Linked DNA regions of Sus scrofa: all the other regions are linked to region 3. Evidence: chromatin contacts called from public Hi-C and promoter capture Hi-C data. All regions are on one chromosome and are shown on one strand. The core of a region is the stretch at or near the end of the contact, and the rest is flanking DNA. Distances in the headings are between cores, read along the strand shown.

What was found. Promoter capture Hi-C pulls out the DNA fragments that hold promoters and counts their contacts. Hi-C and Micro-C count contacts between places; a contact is called where the count stands out from the background.
Region 1: a contact with region 3 is called in a promoter capture Hi-C map of liver, with 4 times the contacts expected there. The contact joins the promoter of FIBIN here to the promoter of LGR4 in region 3. A contact is called at or near these places in 1 of 5 promoter capture datasets (liver) and 1 of 47 Hi-C or Micro-C datasets (embryonic fibroblasts).
Region 2: a Hi-C map of embryonic fibroblasts shows a contact between it and region 3, with 4 times the contacts expected there. The contact joins the enhancer-like site here to the promoter of LGR4 in region 3. A contact is called at or near these places in 4 of 5 promoter capture datasets (fetal liver, fetal skeletal muscle, liver and 1 more), 30 of 47 Hi-C or Micro-C datasets (adipocytes, adipose tissue, alveolar macrophages and 17 more) and 2 of 2 datasets of contacts at active chromatin or transcription factors (alveolar macrophages and skeletal muscle).

Annotation. Positions count from the first base shown.
Region 1 is chr2:33,330,451-33,333,189 of Sscrofa11.1, reverse strand. FIBIN (fin bud initiation factor homolog) reads left to right here and starts at 1,438. Exons shown (of 1, transcript XM_005658203.3): 1 at 1,438-2,739. The coding sequence starts at 2,097. The coding sequence ends at 2,732.
Region 2 is chr2:33,160,401-33,163,394 of Sscrofa11.1, reverse strand. The region is part of intron 2 of LOC102165168 (a long non-coding RNA gene); the gene reads right to left. LOC110259287 (a long non-coding RNA gene) reads left to right here. Exons shown (of 4, transcript XR_002341538.1): 4 at 1-1,660. Among named protein-coding and RNA genes, the nearest start is that of BBOX1, 130 kb to the left of the region's middle. Within about 2 kb of position 1,449, at least 12 of the 83 cell types and tissues checked have an H3K27ac peak or open chromatin away from gene starts, as enhancers often do. A contact at or near this core is called in adipose tissue and embryonic fibroblasts, where this site is marked.
Region 3 is chr2:32,870,574-32,873,279 of Sscrofa11.1, reverse strand. It overlaps LGR4 (leucine-rich repeat-containing G-protein coupled receptor 4), which reads right to left and starts at 1,443. Exons shown (of 18, transcript XM_021083233.1): 1 at 698-1,443. The coding sequence starts at 882. It overlaps LOC110259286 (a long non-coding RNA gene), which reads left to right and starts at 479. Exons shown (of 3, transcript XR_002341534.1): 1 at 479-617; 2 at 1,705-2,081.

The sequences.
Region 1 (2,739 bases), core at 189-2,688, 460 kb before region 3:
TGCAAGAACTGGAGTGAGAGTAAATTCCTCTTTCTTTCTTTTTTTTGGCCAAGTGGCCAATTTGAATCCATCTGTTGTCATTTGTAAACGTGCCAGGGGAAGAAGAATGAAGCAATATGGCTCTTGAGTCCAAGAGTCCAGTCTTTCAACCGGAGAAGGTTGTCGTTTTCTCCTGAAACACAATGAAAGTAAGTCATAGTCTCTAGTTAGCATAAACACTAAGAAAACTCACTTGGTCTATGTTTTTACGATGCCAAGTAGCTTAATAAAAATTAAAATGTGAGGTCAATGTGCTCTTCAAAGTCTATGCATGTGACACCACATCGACAAGCTATCCAGTTACTTAACCAGACTTCCCATTGCCTAGCCAGAGTTGTTTATGCCATTGAATGTGATGGCAGCAAGTATGGCATTGTGGCACTGAGTGACACCAAGCCCTTATGACTCTGAGAGGAAGATAAGAATAAACACAGGCAAATTACAGGAGTATTTCTGCTACATTTCAAGGCAAAAAGAGAAAATAACCCATAAAAATAGGGATGCTGCCTCTGTTTCCCAATCTCTCCCCTCCCTGTCTTTTCCTCCACAGCCCTATTGCAGTTCAACACACAATATCACTTATTTATTTATTTATATTAATTCTCTTTCCATGTCCCAGAATGTAAGCTCCAAGAGGGGAAGGATTTGTCTCTATTTTTGTTCACTTTTTTACAGTACCTAAAATAGATTTGCTGTATAGTAAATGCTCAATAAACACTTGGTGAACAAATCAGATGACCTTCAGGCAATTTGCTAAGCAATTCTTAAATCAGAAATTAAAATGGTGAAAAAAATACTTTTTTTTCTAAATGAAATTAAAAGACCTGGTGACTTAATGAGTGCCAGCCCAACTACAATCTAACTTTGTGACAATAAACAATTTGTTTAACAGTCTATTCCTTGGCTTCCCTGAAAGGAAAATGGAGATAACAGCACTAGCCCATATTCCTCAAAAACTTTTAAGTGTCCCCAGGGGGGTAATAGCTGTAAAGATGTAGGTTAAAGATGCAACGGAGGAGCTTAGCAAGGATGGTTTTTCAGAAAATTAAACAGCTGTCCCTTGCTGATTAAACTGAAAAATCCTATTTATCAACTTTGGTTCCTCTACATACTAGCAACCATACCTGAGTCAGTTTTCTATATTCCTATTTCTTCCAAAGTATTGGTATTGTAAAATTTAATTAACCATTTCCAAACAGAACTGCCATTTCCTACACTTCAAATTTGCTTCAGTCATAAACTTTTTAATGATAAAAATAGATACACTTACAGAGTACAATCCAACTGACACTTACTATAAAGCGTGAAATGGCATTTCTTCAGGCTAATTACCCTTCCTCTCAACATGTTAATAGCAAATCAGTCTTCCTGTTGTGAGAATTCTTTTATCCTCTTCTCTTTTATTTCTTCTTTCTTTGAAGCTAGGGTCTATTTTCCAGGATCTCCTTAACAATCTTCAAAAATAGACCCTGTACCTTTAATAGCAGAGACCTGGTGAGAGGTTTCTTTCCAAACTTGTTCCTTGGCTTCCAAGTGACGAAACCAGCTGTAATTTGAGAGCTGAGAGATCCTCAGGATATCATTAGCCAAAGGAAAAGCTCCGCATTCCCACCCAGTCCAGGAGCTGAAATATTATCCCAGGGCAAGAGCCTTTCTCTCCAGCTACAGGCTCCAACTCCCCGGGGCAAGGGGGAACTCGGAGAGCGAGAGTGGCGCAGCGGAGCCAAAGTCCTGCAAGAGCCCTGGAGGAGGGGATCCCTATCCGCGCCGGGATCCCTCCAGGAAAGAGGAGGCTGAGTTCTAGTCACCGGATCAAGCACAGGAGCTCAGAGCGACCGTGCATCCTGCGCTGCTGGCTGCGGGGGCTGCTACCCAGGCTCTTGTGCCGCAGCCACATGAAGCCAGCTGGGGAGGGGGGGCCAGGGTGCAGCAAGCCAGCTGGGATTGAGGCTGACGCCGCCGTCTCTGGGAAGCACTGACTTCCAAGGGGACCCCCTTCCTTGTTTCCCGGGCAAAAAGTCTTCTCCAGGGGTCCCCTTTCATTCTGAACATTCAGGATGGTGTTCCTGAAGTTCCTCTGGATGGGTTTTCTGTGCCACCTGTGTCAGGGCTACTTCGATGGTCCTCTCTACCCCGAGATGTCCAATGGGACTCTGCACCACTACTTTGTGCCCGACGGGGACTACGAGGAGAACGATGACCCCGAGAAGTGCCAGCTGCTCTTCAGGGTGAGTGACCACCGGCGCTGCTCCCAGGGGGAGGGTAGCCCGGCCAGCAGTCTGCTGAGCCTCACCCTGCGGGAGGAATTCACGGTGCTGGGCCGCCAGGTGGAGGACGCCGGGCGCGTCCTGGAGGGCATCAGTAAGAGCATCTCCTACGACCTGGACGGGGAGGAGAGCTATGGCAAGTACCTGCGGCGGGAGTCCCACCAGATCGGGGACGCTTACTCCAACTCGGACAAGTCCCTCACTGAGCTGGAAAGCAAGTTCAAGCAGGGCCAGGAACAGGACAGCCGGCAAGAGAGTCGGCTCAACGAGGACTTCTTGGGGATGCTGGTCCACACCAGGTCCCTGCTGAAGGAAACGCTTGACATCTCTGTGGGGCTCAGGGACAAATACGAGCTGCTGGCCCTCACCATCAGGAGCCATGGGACCCGGCTAGGTCGGCTGAAAAATGACTATCTTAAAGTGTAGGTGGAAG
Region 2 (2,994 bases), core at 200-2,699, 290 kb before region 3:
TGTGGGACAATGAAAGTTAAATGAAATAAATAAAAGCATTTGCTGCCTTGCAGAAGAAAGATGGCAGTGTTAATAAAAAAAATGCATTCTGCATATGATAATTGATTTTTTAACAAGTGTATTTTATTTGTGAAAAATGTCTGAGAAATATATGATTTTTTTTAATTCATTGGGTAAATGAGTGCTTAAAATTTAAAAATAAGATGCTGTGAAGTCAAGTATACACTGTTCCCTAATAGGAACATATCAGACTGCCTTAGGCAAGCCTTTAGGAACAAAGCCATTCAGACAAAGGCCATTAGCCTGAAAGCCACTGAAAGATCTTAGCCATGTCCACAGAAGAACCCAGACACATGCTGGGAAACTCCCCACCCCAATAATAAGTTGAAACACCCCATCCCATAAGTAGTAGTAGTTCTTATATCAGCTAACAGATTGTTAAAAGAACAAAAATTTTATTGCTTCTTTTTTCTCTTCCTCCTGTTGCACCCATCTCAGTACCCACATGCTCAGCTCAAGCATTTCATCAAGGTGATACTAAAACTCTTTTTTTATATTTTACCCCCAATCCCTTTGTAACAGCTAGCTTGAAACCCATCCATCAACCAGAAAAATCTCAACTGGAACATCTTGAAAACACAGAGAAAGATAAACAGAAAACCGAATCACATTTTCTTGGGCATTTCAAACCTCCCACCCCCACTAAGGGTTTTCAAGTTCCATATTCGGTCATTATTGGCTAGTGTCATTGATTCACTACTAACCAGTCACCCGATGGCTTCAAACAGAGCTCTCAGTGTGTGGAAGTAAAGATGTTATCACCAAGAAAGTCAAGGGCCTGGGAGGCAGCTGGTTGCTTTTACAGGGACTGACGTATCTGGAAGGAGACTCTGCCTGGCTTCTGAATATAAACAGGAATGAGTCAGGTAGAAGCAGAATAAATAAGCACAGTGACTGAGAGACATTTCCCAAAGAGCAGGCTCGGGGGAGTGGAATAGACACCAACCCCCCCTGGGGTTTCTGCCAGACTCAATGTTAGGAGGAGGACAGACTTTGGAGTTGACAAACCTGACTTAGAATACTGGTTCAGCCAGCTCTTAAGAGTATATGCTGAGCAAGTTACCAAACCCTCTGAGCCTCAGTTTTCCTGCCAGAAAAAATGGATGCAATAACACCTACTTCCCAGGGTCGTTGGGAATAATTAGAGCCAATGTGGGAACTCGTTATGCCTAGCATGTCATGAATACTATATAAATGAGGATGCTGTTATTTGGGAAGGAGAAGCCAAGCCAGGCAGGATACAGGAAACATTCTTAGGGAAGAGACGACGTCCAAATATTCTCTTTCCATTTCAGATCAGCCAGCTTTCAACAACCGGAGTGGAAGGCACCAGCTGAATTCACTCTTTCCATCCAGCTAGAGGTCAGTATTGCACCAATCTCCCTGAGGAAGAAAGCAGGGATCCTACAGCCTATTTTTAGAGAATCTGTCTGCCTTTCCAGCCTCGGGCTCTTCAGTGTCCTTTCCTACAGCTTTCAGGATGGGTTCACCCTCGTGGGTAAGCATCTCCATGTCATCAGAAAATTTCATCTCATCCCACTCACGGATGTGATCTGAGGGATTTGGAGGCATAGATTTAAAAAAATAAAGGGGCAGAGAGTTCCTGTCGTGGCTCAGTGGTTAACGAATCTGAGTAGGAACCATGAGGTTGCGGGTTCGATCCCTGGCCTTGCTCAGTGGGTTAAGGATCCGGCATTGCCATGAGTTGTGGTGTAGGGTGCAGATGTGGCATGGATCCCGTGTTGCTGTGGCTCTGGCGTAGGAGGGCGGCTACAGCTCCAACCCCCCCCTCCGCCCTGCCCCAGCCTAGGAACCTCCAAATGCTGCGGGAGCGGCCCAAGAAATGGCAAAAAGACAAAAAACAAAAACAAACAAACAAAAAAAGTAAAGGGGCAGAGGGATTCAAAAGAACAGGAATTTCCCATCGAGACTGGAATTCTTCACAGAGAGTGCCTTTCTGTTACAGGAGTTTAATCATAAACCTATTATTCAGAAATACAAAATTCATTGATGGTTAGGGACCTAATACTTTTAAGCGGGCCTACTCCCTGCCAAGTGAGATCTCACTTGGTTGAATGAGGCAAGAAGGGGGCCCGTGGTTGTTTGCAGGGATCTTTCTGGGCCATTTCTGGCACACTGCTTTTGTGCCAGTGCAATCTCTTTTGCTCCCTCATCTCTCTTTGTCTCTCTGTCACACACGTCTCTGTCTCTTTATTTCTCTGTCTCTCTTTATCTCTGTCACACACACACACACACACACACACACACACACACACACACACACAAACATTCAGTTCCCCATGAGAATGATAAAAGCAATGGCTAAAGCAAAGTGACAAACAGCGTTCCTGGAGCAAAAGGCTCACTGGCCTGGAAGGAATCTCAGACATCATGTCCCCTATCTGTCTGATAAGATTTCATCTAAAATCCTTCCTGGCTGAGTGGAGATCAGGCCAGTATAAATGATCACCATAAAGTCGATCCTTTTGTATTCGTTCATTCACCCCCCCAGACACTTATTAAATGCTTACACTAAAAATAATAATAAGTGCCTACGTTTACTCAGCCTCTACTGTGCATCAGGCATAATGGCGGGGGAAAGAGGCAAACAAAAATGTACAATTACCATCTCTAGGAAGTGCTGTGAAGAAGAGGTTCAGAAAGCTCTAAGTGTTCAGTGTAGAAACCTGACCTCCTCTGGGGAAGATCTTGGTATCCAGGGAACTAAATGAAGGTCGTGTACTCAGAGCAGGTGGGGCAAAAGTCTAGAAGGGCGGGCCTGGGCTGCACCATACTGTCTCATGAAGCATAGAAAGGATTTTGGTCTTTATCCTGAGCAGTGGGAAGACACTGAAGGATAGCCATGGAATTTATCTTAAAAGAACACAGGCAGCATAGAGCTAGTTCATATCCACTCCATCAGAGCTTGGGCCC
Region 3 (2,706 bases), core at 194-2,693:
CATCCTGTACTTCAGGTCAGCCTTCCTTCTTTAAAAGGCCTTGTTGGATAAGAGTATTTCACCCAGAGAAACCTGCAATTTCCCCTCCGTCTCCCTTGTTTTCACCCGGCTCTCCTGCGCGCTCCAGAACCCTGAGCTTTGCTGGTGAGTCCAGAGTGAAACTGGACAGAGGTGCCAGGCAGGTGGCTCTCCTTGGACAGGACCAAATGGCAAGGTGATTCGCCCTGACCACCATACAGGTGTTTCTTTTCCCCACATGCTGGAACCCAGGAGGCTCCAGGTGCTTCCCACGAAACGTGCCTCGGTCTCAGACTCGGGCCAAGTTCTAGGCGTCCTCACCCCCGCCGCCTGCAAAGCTCTTGCCAGCTGAGCAGAGAGGCCCGGTGAGAAGAGAAGGTCGCGTGAAAAGGCTGCCAGGGGCAAGCGTTTCCAGATTCCTCCTTCCTCCTTGGCCCCAGATGCACTCGGGGGGTGGGGATGATCGTACTCGACAAGTATGGGGAGAAGAGCTACTTGGGTCTCGGACCCGGGCTGGCAAAGCTTGGAATGTCTGCGGTGCCTGAGAGGGTGCCAAGGAGGTGACGGCGCCCGCTCTCCTCCGGACACCGGAGGGTGAGGTGAGATCGGCCACTGGCTCCGCCCCCGGCGCCCCCCCACCCCGAACCCCCTCCCCAGCGTCCCAGCCGCCCGCACTCACAGCGCTTGGGTGAAGGCGCTGAGCCCCTCGGGCACGGCCGTCAGCCCCTTCCCGGAGCAATCTACCCGACGGTCGCCGTCGCAGCTGCAGGGCGCCGAGCAGAGAGAGGGCGCCGCGCCGCTGGGCTCGGCCGAGCAGCGCAGCCCTAGGGCGAGGAAGCAGAGCAGCCCCAGCGGGCCCGGCATTGCTGCGGCCGCCTCCCGCGTCGGCCTCTCCCGCGGCGCCGCTCGCTCGGCGCGTCTCCGACGCCCTCCGACGCCCCCCGCCGCCCCGGGCGGCAGGCCTGCGGGCTGGGCCGGGGGCTCTGCGCTCTCCGCAGTCGCGCGGGCTCGGCCCCTTCAACAGTCCGCGGCAGCAGCGAAGGGACGCGGCGCTCCGGAGTTTCTCCCTTCCCGCTGCTCCATGGAAGCGCAGAGGCAGTCCCGCTCCTCCGGCGGCTCAGGCCAGCCGGCTCGGCCGGGCGCAGCTGCGGGGGCCGCGCTCTGCCATCGCACCCGCCTCCCGGTCCCAGGCCTCACGCCGCAGCCGCTCTTCAAGGTTGCGGAGCGCAGCCTTCAGCCATGCCGGCCCCTCGCCCCAGCCCCCGCCCGGCTCTCGCACAAACACCCGGGCAGTTTCTCGCTCTCTCGCGGCCGCGGCACAATCTCCTCCCGTCCTTTTTCCCTTCTAGGGTTGCACGCACGGGTTCCCAAGCCCCCAGCCACTGGGTTATGCAAATCACTTAGGTACATGCAAAACTAACCCCTCTCCCGGAGCGCCATTGGCCGGGGGAGGTCTCGAGCTTATTACTATGCAGGGAGGGGAGCCGCCATTGGCCGAGAGTGAGACCAGAGGGGCGTGTTTATCGGGCGTGAGTGACAAGGTGGTAGTGGTGGTGGTGGTTCAAGACAAAAAATCCCTGACTTGGCTCAATTTGCGTGGCAGGTTGTGGGTTGAAGGTAGAAGGATTTAAAGACACTGAATCTGGTTTTTCCTCCCCTCCCTCCCCCGTCTTCTTCCCTCTGCAGAAATCGGATCTCCTAAATTGGATGACTTGAAAAGTAGAGCTTGCCTCCAGCATTCAGTTAAATTTCAAATGACTCCACTCTTCCAAACGGCAGCGAGGACTTTGGGAGCTGTGCAAATGGAAAAAAGATTTTGAGGAGGGAGAAGGTTTCTCTTAATCTGACATAAATATTTGGGTTTTAGCTATATGCTAAATTAAAAGAGTGTAACCTCACTAGCCTTTCTCTTCACCCAATATCTTTATACCATCTTGATGTGCACTCGGTGACTATGTCTTAGCAATTAACTGTCCATGGTACAGAGTTTTGGTGACCGCAACTCAGACTGCTTTCTCGTCTACTTTAAAATCCCAGAACACAGGAACACAGGGTTAAAGAAGGTAATGTTTCTGAACACTGCACAATTTCTCCAGACAACAAAATATTTGAGTGCTAGGTAACTACCCTTGAGAAACCAGCAGCAACCTTGGTGTTAGGCAATTATCAGCATTCCTTCCTCTTTTGGACTTCTAGGGCTTAATAGATCCTACATTATTACTATCATTGTTTGTACCAAATATTGCTTTATGGGTCCCTCTTTTCTTGCTTTTTACTATGCCTTTAGGTCGTTTTACTTTATTTTGAAGTCATTTTCCATGAATGGTTTAAGGCAGGCAGGGTTAAAAATGTCACTGTCGTGGGTTAATTACTATGCCATGTAGGTAAAGAATTACTTACTTGAAAATTACTTTCTCTCCATTAAAGAAAATGGAATCAAGTCGATGCAGACTGTAAAAGTTTAAAATGAAAGTTTTCCATTATCTTTACATTTGGGAGTTTATCTTTAAAAATAATGCCAGAGAGTTCCCGTCGTGGCTCAGTGGTTAACAAACCCAGCTAGTATCCATGAGGATCCCTGGCCTTGCTCAGTGGGTTAAGGATCTGGAGTTGCTGTGAGCTGTGGTGTAGGTCGCCAATGCGGCTTGGATCCCGTGTTGCTATGGTGTAGGCCAGAAGCTACAGCTC